Regions from separate parts of the Zea mays genome. Here all the other regions are linked to region 2. Evidence: chromatin contacts called from public Hi-C data. All regions are on one chromosome and are shown on one strand. The core of a region is the stretch at or near the end of the contact, and the rest is flanking DNA. Distances in the headings are between cores, read along the strand shown.

The links. A called contact is a pair of places that touch in the nucleus more often than the background predicts.
Region 1: a contact with region 2 is called in a Hi-C map of leaf, with 8 times the contacts expected there. The contact joins two enhancer-like sites. A contact is called at or near these places in 4 of 25 Hi-C or Micro-C datasets (bundle sheath, ear, endosperm and 1 more).
Region 3: a Hi-C map of leaf shows a contact between it and region 2, with 5 times the contacts expected there. The contact joins two enhancer-like sites. A contact is called at or near these places in 2 of 25 Hi-C or Micro-C datasets (bundle sheath and leaf).

Annotation. Positions count from the first base shown.
Region 1 is chr5:139,326,432-139,330,476 of Zm-B73-REFERENCE-NAM-5.0, reverse strand. No RefSeq gene overlaps it. Among protein-coding and RNA genes, the nearest start is that of LOC103628489, 50 kb to the right of the region's middle. Within about 2 kb of position 1,991, at least 18 of the 20 cell types and tissues checked have an H3K27ac peak or open chromatin away from gene starts, as enhancers often do. A contact at or near this core is called in bundle sheath, ear and leaf, where this site is marked.
Region 2 is chr5:139,002,280-139,006,915 of Zm-B73-REFERENCE-NAM-5.0, reverse strand. No RefSeq gene overlaps it. Among protein-coding and RNA genes, the nearest start is that of LOC103626938, 69 kb to the right of the region's middle. Within about 2 kb of position 2,150, at least 19 of the 20 cell types and tissues checked have an H3K27ac peak or open chromatin away from gene starts, as enhancers often do. A contact at or near this core is called in bundle sheath, ear and leaf, where this site is marked.
Region 3 is chr5:139,294,591-139,298,962 of Zm-B73-REFERENCE-NAM-5.0, reverse strand. No RefSeq gene overlaps it. Among protein-coding and RNA genes, the nearest start is that of LOC103628489, 18 kb to the right of the region's middle. Within about 2 kb of position 1,297, at least 3 of the 20 cell types and tissues checked have an H3K27ac peak or open chromatin away from gene starts, as enhancers often do. A contact at or near this core is called in bundle sheath and leaf, where this site is marked.

The sequences.
Region 1 (4,045 bases), core at 742-3,241, 320 kb before region 2:
GCGAGGTTCAGCGCGATGCTCACTAGGTGCTCGATAAATTGCATGAGTCACGGAACCCTCGCCGACTTCGCTGTTCTTGCGATTATCGAGTCAGATTCAGTTATGGTGAGTTATTTTGCTATTCCAGTCAATTAGCTTAATTGGTGGACCGAGTAGAATATTAGTAGGCCTGTGTGATGATGAAATATCTTAATCACTTATAAAGATGTGTTTATATTTACGATTAATTTTTTTTTGATATAGGAACTAAAATTTGAATTACTACTTTCAGTGAAAAGTATATTGGTAGTAATGCGAATGTAGGTTTAACGTTTCAAATTTCTAGCCGAAAGTGCTATCAATAATTATCGTGAGAATTCCTATTGTATGGTGAATTTATGCTTAGTCTTATAATACATTCTATGTGATTGATTTAGGCTAATAATCATGTTCTCGCTGTTAGCAGAGCACCACTAGTTCTTTTGTTAATGCTCAATTATTTAATGAATTTGGTTTGTTTGGTCGAAGTGGTGACGTGGAGGATAGGTTTGAGGTATAAATGATGTGAAGAATATGTTAATAGATTTGTAGGCATGGTGTGATTCGATTAAAAATAATCTATCTGCTAAGTCATAAAATAATGTGATGTTCATGTATTTGGCATGTTATACAAATTAATTTGGGTAAATGGTTTATAAAGTGATTAACAGGCTTCTATCCTTATTATGGGTTGTTGGTACTCAAGAAAAGTGAGTCAAGGTTTGGCAAGTCGTTTGATATTGGGTGCTAGCTAAGGTTGATATAGGACTTGAGCTTGGTTTATTATTTTAATGTTTGTGTTAGATCCAGTTAAGTTGGAAAAACGTTTAGTTATGCTTAGTGATATGTCGACATCCTTTATGAGTGTTGTATTGCATCTCTCCATTAAGTGTTTACTTTCCTATCGTGTAGCATTATTTAGTCTTGTTCTAGTTCTTCTTATGTTCATACATGCACATTATGCATATCATTAGGTATGCTAGTTAATCACGTGATGTGGAGGACAAGAGCCAAGTTGACCTCAATATGGTGCAAGGAGTGGTCTTCTCCGCATGACGATGTCGTCGGTCGGACCAACCTAAAGATGGTTAAATCAAGCAAGTGCTCAGCCGAGGGATAATTGTCAAGCAGACATCTTCTAACAAACACTAACCTAGTATTATTCCAGGCAAGCTCCGGTGCATTTGCCACTTCCTTGATTGATGCATTAGGTGATAGGAGTTGTGTGATCAAACAGTTGATGCATTTACTTCCTTGATTAAACAACCCTAATACCTTTTTTATGAAAATTTAGTGATGCTTAGCCCTGCTTATTATTTTAGGATGGTTTTTAAAAGAGGATGTGTAACACGGGATATGGGAGTTTGTGAAATAAAAGGACTTGTGATGATGAACCCATTAATAAAAAAATCTACTTTGAGAGCTAGGAGGGAGTATTCCAAGATTCAAGTCTTTTATAATAAGAAATTAAATAAAAGACTCGCATATAAGTTAAACCAACCTTTGTTGAATAAGGAATTAGAGACATTCTTCAAAAGAATTAAGTTTAAGAAATACTTTAATAAATAGTATACACTAGAAAATCTCTTTTTAAAATAACCATGAACATATGTTTAAAGGGAATAATTTTTACGTGTGTGCATTGTATACTTAAAATATTTGGATAAAATAAACAAAACTAAACATATGTATTTATGCACATCATGTTAGAGTTTTAATTGCTGGTGCATTTAATCTTGAAAACCTTGAACTTTGAATCAAATTTGATTTTCGAATTTGAAATGGAGATAAAACTGAAAACAGAGAAAAAAAGAAAAGAAACAACTTACCTGCACCCTGGGCCGAATTTCCTCTCCATGGCCCAGTAATACTTCACCGCACAGCCCACAATTCTTGGACACCGACACCCTGCGCCAGAGTCACTGTCGGGGCGGGCCTGCTCCTTAGCCTCCATCACGCTCAGTCTTACGCATTACCCCAGTGTGCAGCTTCACGCGTGATGCCGCCAGGTGGGCCCCACACCATCTCGCCAGCATCTGCTTCTCTCAACAAACTCGCCGCTGCTCGGACTCTGCTCATCAGTCGTTGTTCTCGCCGAGGCATGCAGTGGAACAAATCTCCCCTGCTTGGGTATTTATGCGCGCACCTCGCCTCCCTTGGCCACACCAAAATCCGACCCTGAACCACACCAGTAAAGCACCGTGTTCTTGTCGCAGACGGCAGAGAGAGAAATCGAGGAGAGAGGGATTGGGGGAAACGCCACATGGAAGTGAATTCCGCTCGCCGCTGGGCATCCGCGCATGACCCGAGTCGTGCTCTGCGGGACCCTTGCCCCGGTGCCTGAAGATCTTGCGCCGCCTAGGGCACTTGGTCGGGTTTCGCCGCCGCAGCCGGGGGCGACCGACACTTCTCCCTCCTGGTGCGCTCCCTCTGCGTCATGTGTTGTGCTGTGGTTTTCCGCCGTGGAGTTGTTCCTGGTGGCAGCGGCGTACGCCGAACGCGGCCGCGGGTGATGCCCCACCGGCACGGCCATCAGCGGGCTCCGTCACCAGGTCGCGGTGAGTCCGCCATTTGGGCCGGCTCATCCCCGTCGTTGACCGTCGCACCTGCGCCTGCTGTCGTGGGAGACCGGGGCGAGAGAAGGGAGTTGCCGCCGCCACGGATGAGGCTAGCCGGAGAGTCCTCCTGCTGCGCGCCGAAGCGGAACAACGCCTGGCAACACCGTGATCTTGGTTAAGAAATGTCTTCCTGTCTCCGTGATTCACGCTAGATACTTAGACGCTAGGTGTCGGGCGGGTTATCTCTGGTGGGGCATGTCCATGGCGCCGCCGTGGTCTAGCAACCGTACCTGCTGCCAACACCGGCGTGGGGAAGAAGGATGTGGGGCCGTTGAATTGGTAATGTGCGGCCCAGACTGATTTGAGTCCTTAGACTGTGCGACTCGAGTCGGGTAGCCCGTAACCGTTAATCTGATGATGAACGTTGCGGATTAGGGCACGTGTACTCTGGTGGTGGAGTCGTCCTGGGTCCTTGGATTGTGATCCTGTGCCTGGGATCCAACCTCGGGTATTTTATAATGGTGACCGTTGATCGTTAACCCAATGGCGGATCGGAGCGGGGTCGTGGCGAATGCGTGGCCTTGGATCAGGGATCCAACGGCTCCGAGTGAAGCAGCCGTAAGTACCGAAACGATTTAATCTGGGCCGTTCAGCCATAATCGGGCGGCTCTGATCTGTGCATACCCCTTCGCCCGAGAACGTTTGCTAAAGAGACCCCGAGTGAAATAGAATTTAACCCGCAATCCACCACTGGTATAGACTGAGTCTGGGAAAGTTTTATGGTTTAACCCCGAGTTTCTCTGTAATTCGTGCTCAGACCAGGGAACCAGGAAATTAGCAAAAACAGTATAAGAAATACTTTTTAGTACATGAATAAGTCCCAAAACTCATTTAATTCATGGAAAATTCATATTAAATCCTTTTTAGCCCATTCCAGTTCCTATAATTTTGTATTAATATTTTCTATTACTTGGTAGCACTGTTTTAACATGAAAACCACAATAAAATTGATTACTCAATTAATTTTGTAGCAAACACATACGGACTTCGGAAATCCATAACCTCTTCATTTTAATTCCAATCTGACCCGTTCCAGTTGTGTTAGCTTCGTATTAATTAATATGCAGTAACAAACATTTATTATACCATGTCTCGTACTTTTATAATTAGACATTTATTTATCCTATGTTAATTGGATTAATCTATGTCTATTGGATTAACTTCTGATATTATGATTATAATTTGACTAGATAATCTTTAACCAAATTTATAACTTAGATTAGAGTTGAGATATTTATTTATAGAATAACCTCTTATATGATTGTATTAACCAATTTATAGTATAGTTTAATATTTTAATCACATAAATCCTCTATAAAATCATAACTCCTTAACCGTAACTCCGATTTTAGTGGTTCTCGTTCCCGCGATCTCGTAGCAATGCGTAGACCATTATTATGCATTATGTT
Region 2 (4,636 bases), core at 901-3,400:
TTAACTAAATTACATTGTTAAATGGGATTATAGAATCTAATGTGATCTAAACTAATATGACCTAATCTAATGTGGTCTACTTAAACAGATTAGTGATACTAGTATAAGAGATTAAACCCTACTAGCCAGGTGTTAACTTAACTTAGCACATTAGACCAACTCAACCATGAGCATAAGACCTAACCCAACCAATAGTGTCATGATGAGTTGATTAATTATCTGTCCCCACCTAACATCAAACAAAATTTTAACCTACATCATGTAGACTATCTCATCTTGACAAAATACTATCCTACCTTTGGATATTCACCTTATACGACTAGTTACCCCAATCTGGACATAAAACAAAGATTAAGCCCTTCTAAAGAATCTTCAGATCATAACCAGCTACTGACCTATTCATTCTACTTACAAATACTTGTCATTGCAAAACTATCCTATCATAGGCTTCTAACTCTCATGGTCAATACCAGGAAGGGAAGATTATCAGGCAACAATAAATAGAAATGAATCCTTCTGATCCTCTACCGGTTGGAATCGAGCAAGTGGTTGCCGCCCAAATGATGGTAATACAACAAATGGCGAACATGGTTACCGAATTGGAAAATCAGATAAGACAAGAACGCGAGGAAATACGCCAGGACCGACTAGAGATACGTCGAGATATAACGCAAGCACAGTTGGAAAGACAACGACAACAACAACCTCCACCACCACCACCAGCTCCACCAAGCTACATAAACATATATATAAAATACTACTATTTGTAAGATCTAAGTGTTACTTATTTAGTAGTTAGTATGATACTGTTTTAGGATGAATAATAAGGTCTAGTTGACCCCATGTGTTGCTAAGAAATTATGCATCATACTGAGATTTTTGTTTGTGCATATGTTCTGAGATGACATAGTTGTACACCCTTGTCTTACAAATCTCGAGGACGAGATTTCTGTTAAGGGGGTAGGATTTGTAAGGCCCAAAATCTGTATAAAAAATAATAATAAAATAAATATATGAAGAAAATAAAATCGCAAATTCAGATATCTCAATTTATACTTGAGTGATATCTCAAATTATACTGAGTTGAAAATTGAGACAGAATTCTGAAAACCAAGAACTATTTTAGAAAGGAAGTAATAGAAAAGTTTCCTATTCAACTAAATGGCTATGCATATCATTAAATGACGCACTATAAGCATTTATTTACATGAATATTAAATATAAATGACTCAAGTCAGGACTAGATTTTCTTTTAAATCTAATACCTAAAATTTAAACTCGGAAAGTAAATAATAGAGAGAATACTCCTTGCTCGAATATTATCTTTAGAGGGTCAACATAAATTAATAAAATAAACTTTGCATCCCATGTTGGAGATTTACTTGTGCATAAATTGAAAATTAAGAGATTAAACTTGGTTTGATATGAATTTGAAACAAGAAGGGAATTTTCAATGAAACCAATTAGTCCTTCTATAAATAAATGACTAGAAGAATAAAATAATAATAATAATAATAATAATAATAATAATAATAATAATAATAATAATAATAATAATAATAATAATATGGTCAACAATGGAGATTATATTCACATTATTATCAATTTTAGCGCTTGGAAATTTAAGGTTTAAAAATAGGAGTTTAAATTGGATTTGGATCTCTAAAATTAAAATAGAAAAGAAAAGAACAAATGGAAAACCTTACCTGGGCCTCAATCGCCAATTCGGCCTAATGCTTCATCCACCACGCGCGGACCACTCCGCCAGCATTCTTGCGCGTGTCACTGGCACTGACAGCCATGGCCCAATGACCAGCCACACACAGACGCTCACGCATAGTGATGGCAATATTACCCGTGGGTTCGGATATCTGAACCGTCGGGTTCGATTTCGGGTACAATATTTTACTCGCGGGTCTTACCCATACCTGACCCGAGGTAACATCGGATCGGGTTTGGATATTGTACTTTACCCGCGGGTACCCGCGGATAACCGAAAATATGTAAATAGGAGCCACCGAGCCAAGTAGCCAATTGTGGCCCAATTGCAGGCCCAACTTATGACCGCTTAGGCTAACCCTAGGCTCTTCAAGTCCCACCCGGTGTCACGGCCGCCAGCAGTACTGCAGTAGGCATCAAGCTGAGCGAGTGAGCGAACGCGCGCTGACCCTGTCGTCCTGCGTCCGGTGTACCTGCCCCAACCACCCAGCCACCACCCACCAGCAGTATGCATCAAGCCGAGGCGCCGAGCGACCCTAGGACCCTACGTCCTTAGCACCTGGCTCCTTGCCCTTGCGTCACTGCACTCCAAGGTAGGAGCCATCCACCAGGCCCGGGCATATCCCAGGCTGCTACTGCCAGCCGCCCAGCGACCGGCGTCCAGGTCCAGCACTCCGGCGTCTAGGTCCAGATCCCAGGCACGACACGTCGCCCGAACACTGGTAGCCAAGCCCCTGTCCGCCCGGCCACCGGTAGCCAAGCACATCGCCGTGAAGCCGTCCTCCAGCGCCATGTCCAAAACTCCAAGAGACCTTTGTTGTTTTGTTGAATTGAATACTTTGAAGTTTGGTTCAAGTGCGGCTTCAAGTGCGGTTGTGTTACTACTATTATTTCTATATAAATATATTTGTCTAAAATATAAAGTCTAAAAGCTATGTACTCATATATTGCTTGCTTATGTAAAAGTAATCAGATTTATTATGTCTTGTTTTTTTGTTCTACCTTGTCATTTATCAACCATATGTTTTTTGTGTGAAGTGTAATTATACCCGTGGGTATCCGATACCCGCCCGATACCCGATGGGTACGGGCACGGGTACAAAATCCGACCCGCGGGTATGAGTAATGCTCGCGGCTATTATTGCGGGCGGATATTTACCATACCCGATCCGAACCCGACCCATTGCCATCTCTACTCACGCATACCGTGTTTCCATGGCATGTGGGCCCTACCCGACGGACACCCACCGCGCGCGATAACGCCTTCTGTTACGTGGCGCCCTTTTCGTTAGTTGCCTAGGTGTCCGCGTGTGGCCGATTCCCTGCGCTCGCAGTCACTGTGAGGCGGGTCCCGTGTGTCAGCGCTATTCCTTCTTCTTCGCAACGACTGGCGCAGACGCCGCCGCTAATGCCGGGTTCGTGGGCGACCTCCCGCTGATCCCAGACCCGGTCTCCTGGGTATAAATAGGACTTCCTCGTGACCCATTTCGGCACTCACGCTCAGCTGAGAGATCCCGTCGTGTTCGCTAGAGGGGGGGGGGGGGGGGGGGGGGGGGGAGAATGTGGGAGAGAGGGAATTTGGAGGCCCGCCGCCGCCGTGGGACTTCATCACGCCGCTTCCGTCGACCTCCACGTTGCACTGTCGTACGGGCGAGTAAGGGTAGTGCTAGGGCTTCAGCATCGAGTAAGGGGTCCGCGCGGAATTGCTCGCCAGGATTCTCCTCTGCCGCGTCCGCGTGGACAGCGCTGCGCTCACCTACTCCTCTGGTAACTTTCGCCGCCCCTGACTCTGCCTTAATCAATACATTGTGATGCGCTAGTCGGTTCGAGCTTGGGTGGATGGAGTCGAGGGGTATGGGATCGCCGGCAATGGCCACCGCCGCGAGCTGGTTTGTGCCGTCACGTCCGGGTCCGATTGGGGAGAAGAGTGCCCAACCGTTTGATCGGGTTTTGAGATTGGGATTTAATCTAGGTGCTGGTTGGTGCGGTTGATATCAGCATCGTTGGTTATAGAGCAAACGACCAGGATTGAAAACACATACCCTTTCGCGAGATTTGATTCGTGGCCGTAGGTTGGAGATCCAAAGGCTAGAGCGGTTTTAGTTAGGGGAGCGATTCTGGACCGTTGATCCTCGATCCTGTGGTCGTTTTTGCGCGCTAGCTCGGGGGAATCACGATCTAATCAGGCGCGTCGGAATTTGATCGGACGGTAGATAATGTGCTCATCATTATCTACCAAAATATAATTTATGGTAAATTTATAACTTAGATTAAAGTTGAGATAATTATTTATAGAATAACCACTAATATGATTTACACTAACCAATTTATAATATAGTTTAATATTTTAATCACATAGATCCTCTATAGAATCATAACTCCTTGACCATGACTCCGATCTTAGCAGTTCTCGATCCCACGATCTCGTAGCAACGCGTAGATTATTATTCTGTTTGTACTTATATTTGGTGTGATGTTAATTTTTTCTATACCATGTTTGTTTGTGTTGCTACGACTAGCAGTGAGGTTTCGAGGATCTAAAGAATCACCCTGGTACCTGGAATTCTCAAGTGCTAGACAAGTTGTGCCCTTGACCACTTTTATTACCCAATAATGTTATTTAATATAACTTATTCATGCATAGGTTTAAATTTGATGGAACCCAATAGGTCACCCTAGTCTGTTTATCCTTTTTACCTTGTTTACCCCTGAATCATTTGGGTAGTTTTGCTATTGCTTTATATGGTTTTGGGTTAATATTTCATTATATCCATGTTCCAATTATTTTGTTATTTTATTTATGTTCATGTCAAGATCATTATTGTTAATTGGAACATGGAGCTTAACTTGAGAAACACGTGCCACCACAAGGGAGGAATGGAACCCCTTGGCTAACTAATTAGGAAAGCTAGTGAAA
Region 3 (4,372 bases), core at 48-2,547, 290 kb before region 2:
TCCTGCATCCCGCCGTCTCCGAGGAGCGCACGGCGAACGACGATCCGTGGCTCACGAACAGCGCCCGCCGGTCGCCTGGCAACTTCTTCACCCTTGCCCACCGTCTGTCCTTCAAGTCTAGCCGGTACACCTCGAAGCCAAGGATGGCGGGGAACACAGCAGCGTCGTGATTGCAGAACGTTGTCGCGCCGCCGGCACGTCCGACTTCGTCCTTGGACGCAAGCACTGGCCGAACGAAGAGGACCTCCCCGTCGGACTCGAGCAGGTGGCCCTTCGTGGCGGGGCTGAGGACCGCCATGGCGTGGTCACCGTCGAACAGGCTCGCCACCGGGAGCTTCTCCACGCGAAGCGGCGGTGGTGCACCGACGTCGATCACGAACACGTGCCCGTCGTCGTCCAGCATGTAGAAGCAGCCGCAACAGACGGCCGCCCATGCGATGTTGACGATCCCGTGCGTGGCCGCCGCCGGTACCGTCCACCTGGACCACTCCTCGCCGCCGTCGTCGCCAGCCCGCCGCCAGAGTGTGAGCTCATCGGTGCCCACGGAGATGAAGGAGTCACCGCCGGCGGCTGCTGCCAGAACTAGACTCCGACGTGGCTCCTCCACTTGGACGCTCTGCCGCGCGCCCGTGATCGGGTTGATAAGGACCAAGTGCTTGCTCCACCAATTCGCGAAGGCCAGATGACCACTGGGCATGGCGCCGATGCACGCCAGGCCATTCGTGTCTGCCAAGAGCACGCGGTTCGGGATCGCCGCCGGCGCCAGGCGCGCTCCGCCGACGTCGTCCCCGCAGCCTATCGGGACGGGAACGACGCGGCCGCGACGATCTGACTTGTTGTCAGCCGGCAGGTACACGAACAGGTGGGGAACGGGCCGTGCCAGCTGCTCGGAGACGGTGGCCGCCCAGGACTTGCAGACGGTGGCGAGGCGAGCCGCCGCGAGCGGGTTGATGCAGCAAAGGATCTTCTCGGTAAGGTGGAGAGGAAGCTCCACAGCTGGTCCACGGGCCACGTCTCCTACCTCGCTGCTGCTGGCGTGATCAGCGTCCGTGCTTGGGGTGGCGCCGACCTCATCTTTCGTCGGCGCCATCGTTAGAGGTGAAGCCAGAATAAATGGCCACCGGGTGCGTAAAGGAGTAATTTATAGGTTGCCATAATATAAACCAAATATATAGCATCGAATTTATAAATAAGAACTTTATATTGTGATAAAATGGAGTTTGACAACAGCAGATACCTACTACACTTTGCATATGTGGCTATATACGATCCTCCGTCTTATGGAAGCAAAAATATCACATCGTCAATCGGAGTTAGTGGCTAGAAAACCTTTTTATAAAAGCATTAAAGCATATGTAGATAAACCCATCTGCAACTGCAATACGATTTCTAGTATTGTTTTCATAATTTTCTTGGCTGAAAATCATCTCTCCGCCAATGCGCAATGGCGATAGAAAGAACGAGTATTAGCTTGAGAAGCTGATAGACCAAACAAAAAGGCAAATATTTTTTTGCCGGACCATCAACTTAGCAAGCTCAAAAATAATATTCAAATTGGCTAATCTTTTATCGCGGTTAATGAATTAGAACTCTGGAGTGGAAACCCTATAGCTAGTCCTGCTCAAAGATCATGCCATTGCGATTGCGAGAATATTCAATTATTCATACTAGTTGCAACGGGAGAAAAAGGTATTATCTAATATTTATAGGAAACAAAGATCAGAATGATACATAGCTATTACCTTTTCTATAAAATTTAAAAGTTATCATTTATTTCATGATGACTATGACATCTATATTATAAAGTTAGTATTTAATTTGCAATAATATGACAATTTCCTATTAAGACGTTGTCTAATTAAAATACAAGCATGTGATAGACTTTTTTCTCTTGCTGTAAAACATAAAAGTATTTACTTCTAAATATATCATAACTTCAATTCATTGGTTGAGTTAAATTGAGACTTTCTAAAATACAATTCTCACACCTGATTAAAATCAGCAAGGAGTTGCCGGTGTATATTAAGGGTCTGTTTGGTTCAACTGTAGGTTTATGAAAATCTGATTCTAGTTGTGAGGTGTAAGAAAGCTATTGTGAACTGACAGTTATGTAAATGCTGAAATCTATTTGGTTGAAATAATTGTCAATTATAGATTCTAAAAAAGGGGTAGATAGTTTAGTAACATGGACGACATGAATCTAGAAAAATCTGGGGTAGGAGATGATTCTGAATTAAACTAGAGAAATCTGTAGGTTTTTAAGAATCTATTATGCTATGCTTGTTTGGGATTCCATATTTTTATAGTGAATCTGGTTCAGAGAGATGAACCAAATACACCATGATTGGTTAATCCGCTAATTATTACAACAGAGACCTTTCTTGATTTTCTGATATAGTCTTCATTAGAGATTACACAGGTAAGTTCACATAGGCTGGAGACACATTTATGTACAAGTTTAATCATTACAACCATATGTTGAATCGGTTCACATAGGCTAGAGCTGGCGAGGTTGTGTGAGGAGATGATACATCAAAAGGAAAAATTTATGGCTTGCATGCAACATCAATGAGCAATGTTTCAAGTAAGTATAACTGATGCAAACTCTAAATCCATATATTCAAAAACAACATCTACAATAGTAACATATTTGTTTAATACTCAACAATACAGCAACAGAGCGTGAACATTACATTCACAGATTTTCCACCACCACCACTGTCACCGCATGTTGGGTACTTGTTCTCAAATGGTTCGAATTAAGAACAACGCAACATAAAATGTTAAATGTTAATGCCCTTCGTCCATTGAAGCATTATCTCCCTAAGGGTATAATGATCTTGGGACGAAGGTCATGAGCGAAGGTCACGAAGGTCATACCTTCGTGATTAAAGTTATGAAATAATGAAAGATAAAATATATAAAATATGAAACATGAAAGAATAATATGACAAAACACTTAAACTTATTCACATATTTTATCATATAAACTTAAATATTAAAACATAACATTTAATCACATTTATACCTTCGTCTTAACAGAAGGCAATAATCCGAGTGTCGCGTGCAAGCGATTACAAGATTGCATGAACAGTACGGGGGTACTGTTCATCTATTTATAGGCACAGGACACAGCCTGTGAGAAATTACATTCATGCCCTTTACAAATGCTTACAATCATAATACAAGCTATCACGGGTCGATCGGTCATTTCATCTTTAAGTCGGTTCACTCCTTCGTCTTGAGACATGTCACTATGCCGAAGCTTTATGGGTGATAGCTTCGGCACTGCTTTTGAGAGGATCTGCCAAAGGTGTTTCTTCTTACAGGATCTTCGGCGACGAAGCATACCCCCAACAGTAGCCCCTTCGCGATGCTAGATCGTTTTTTGTAACGAGCTTGATCCGTCAAAAAGTCTCCTAGGCTTCGGAGAGCCGAATATCCGAAAAACACCTTCCCTGAGCTCGTTGCCGAGAAACGATCACAAAATTTTGAGCACGAGATGGTCCCACCATGCAGCGGGTAAACGCGTCTTGGCGATTCACCTTCTCGGGTTCTGTGGCCCACCACTCAGTGAGTGCGGGCGACTATTCGTCCGGTGCGGAAGACTTGATAATTCACCTCCCCACCTGCGGCACTATATAAACAGACGGGTAGGTGTGAAGTTACCACATCATTCATTGCTATTGCCCTATTTTGCTGCCAAAAATTTGACCATAGCCGAAGCTTGTTCATCGCACTTAACCGAAGCACCGTTGTTGACTTTGCTTCGTCACAAGAGGAAGAGCTTCGGGAAAATTAAAAAAGTCAACAATTTCATCAAAAATTGTGAGGAATTCATCATCAAATGGCAACGGTACATTCCACTGCTAGGGTTACACATGACGGAGAAGAAGCTGAAACTGCTGAGACCGCTCCGATTTCCGAAGTGATGAAACAGTCGGGGCTAGTAGTGTCGGAAGATGTTTCTGACGAAGATGCACCTGCCACTGAGGCTGAGCAGGTTGGTGCTGAGGAAGATGAATCTGAAGATGATTATAGTGTCGTGCCATCTAAACCCAGCCACCTGGAGTTTGGGAGGTCCACCATTACCAAAGATGATATGCCTAAGTTGATGAAGTTAGGCTATTTCAGTGAGGCCAAAAAGGAGCTAATTCGCTTTGGCGGAGAGGAAATTACTCCAAAGCCGGAAAAGGATGAGGTGGTAGTCTTTAAAAGCTTCTTCAAAGCAGGATTAAGATTTCCTTTGGATGAGATGATTGCTGATGTTTTGAAGAAGTTTGGTATTTATCTTCATCAGCTAACTCCTAATGCCATCGTTAGGCTTAGCGTCATATGGGCCCTCCGAAGCCAGGGGTAGAACCGTTTGCCG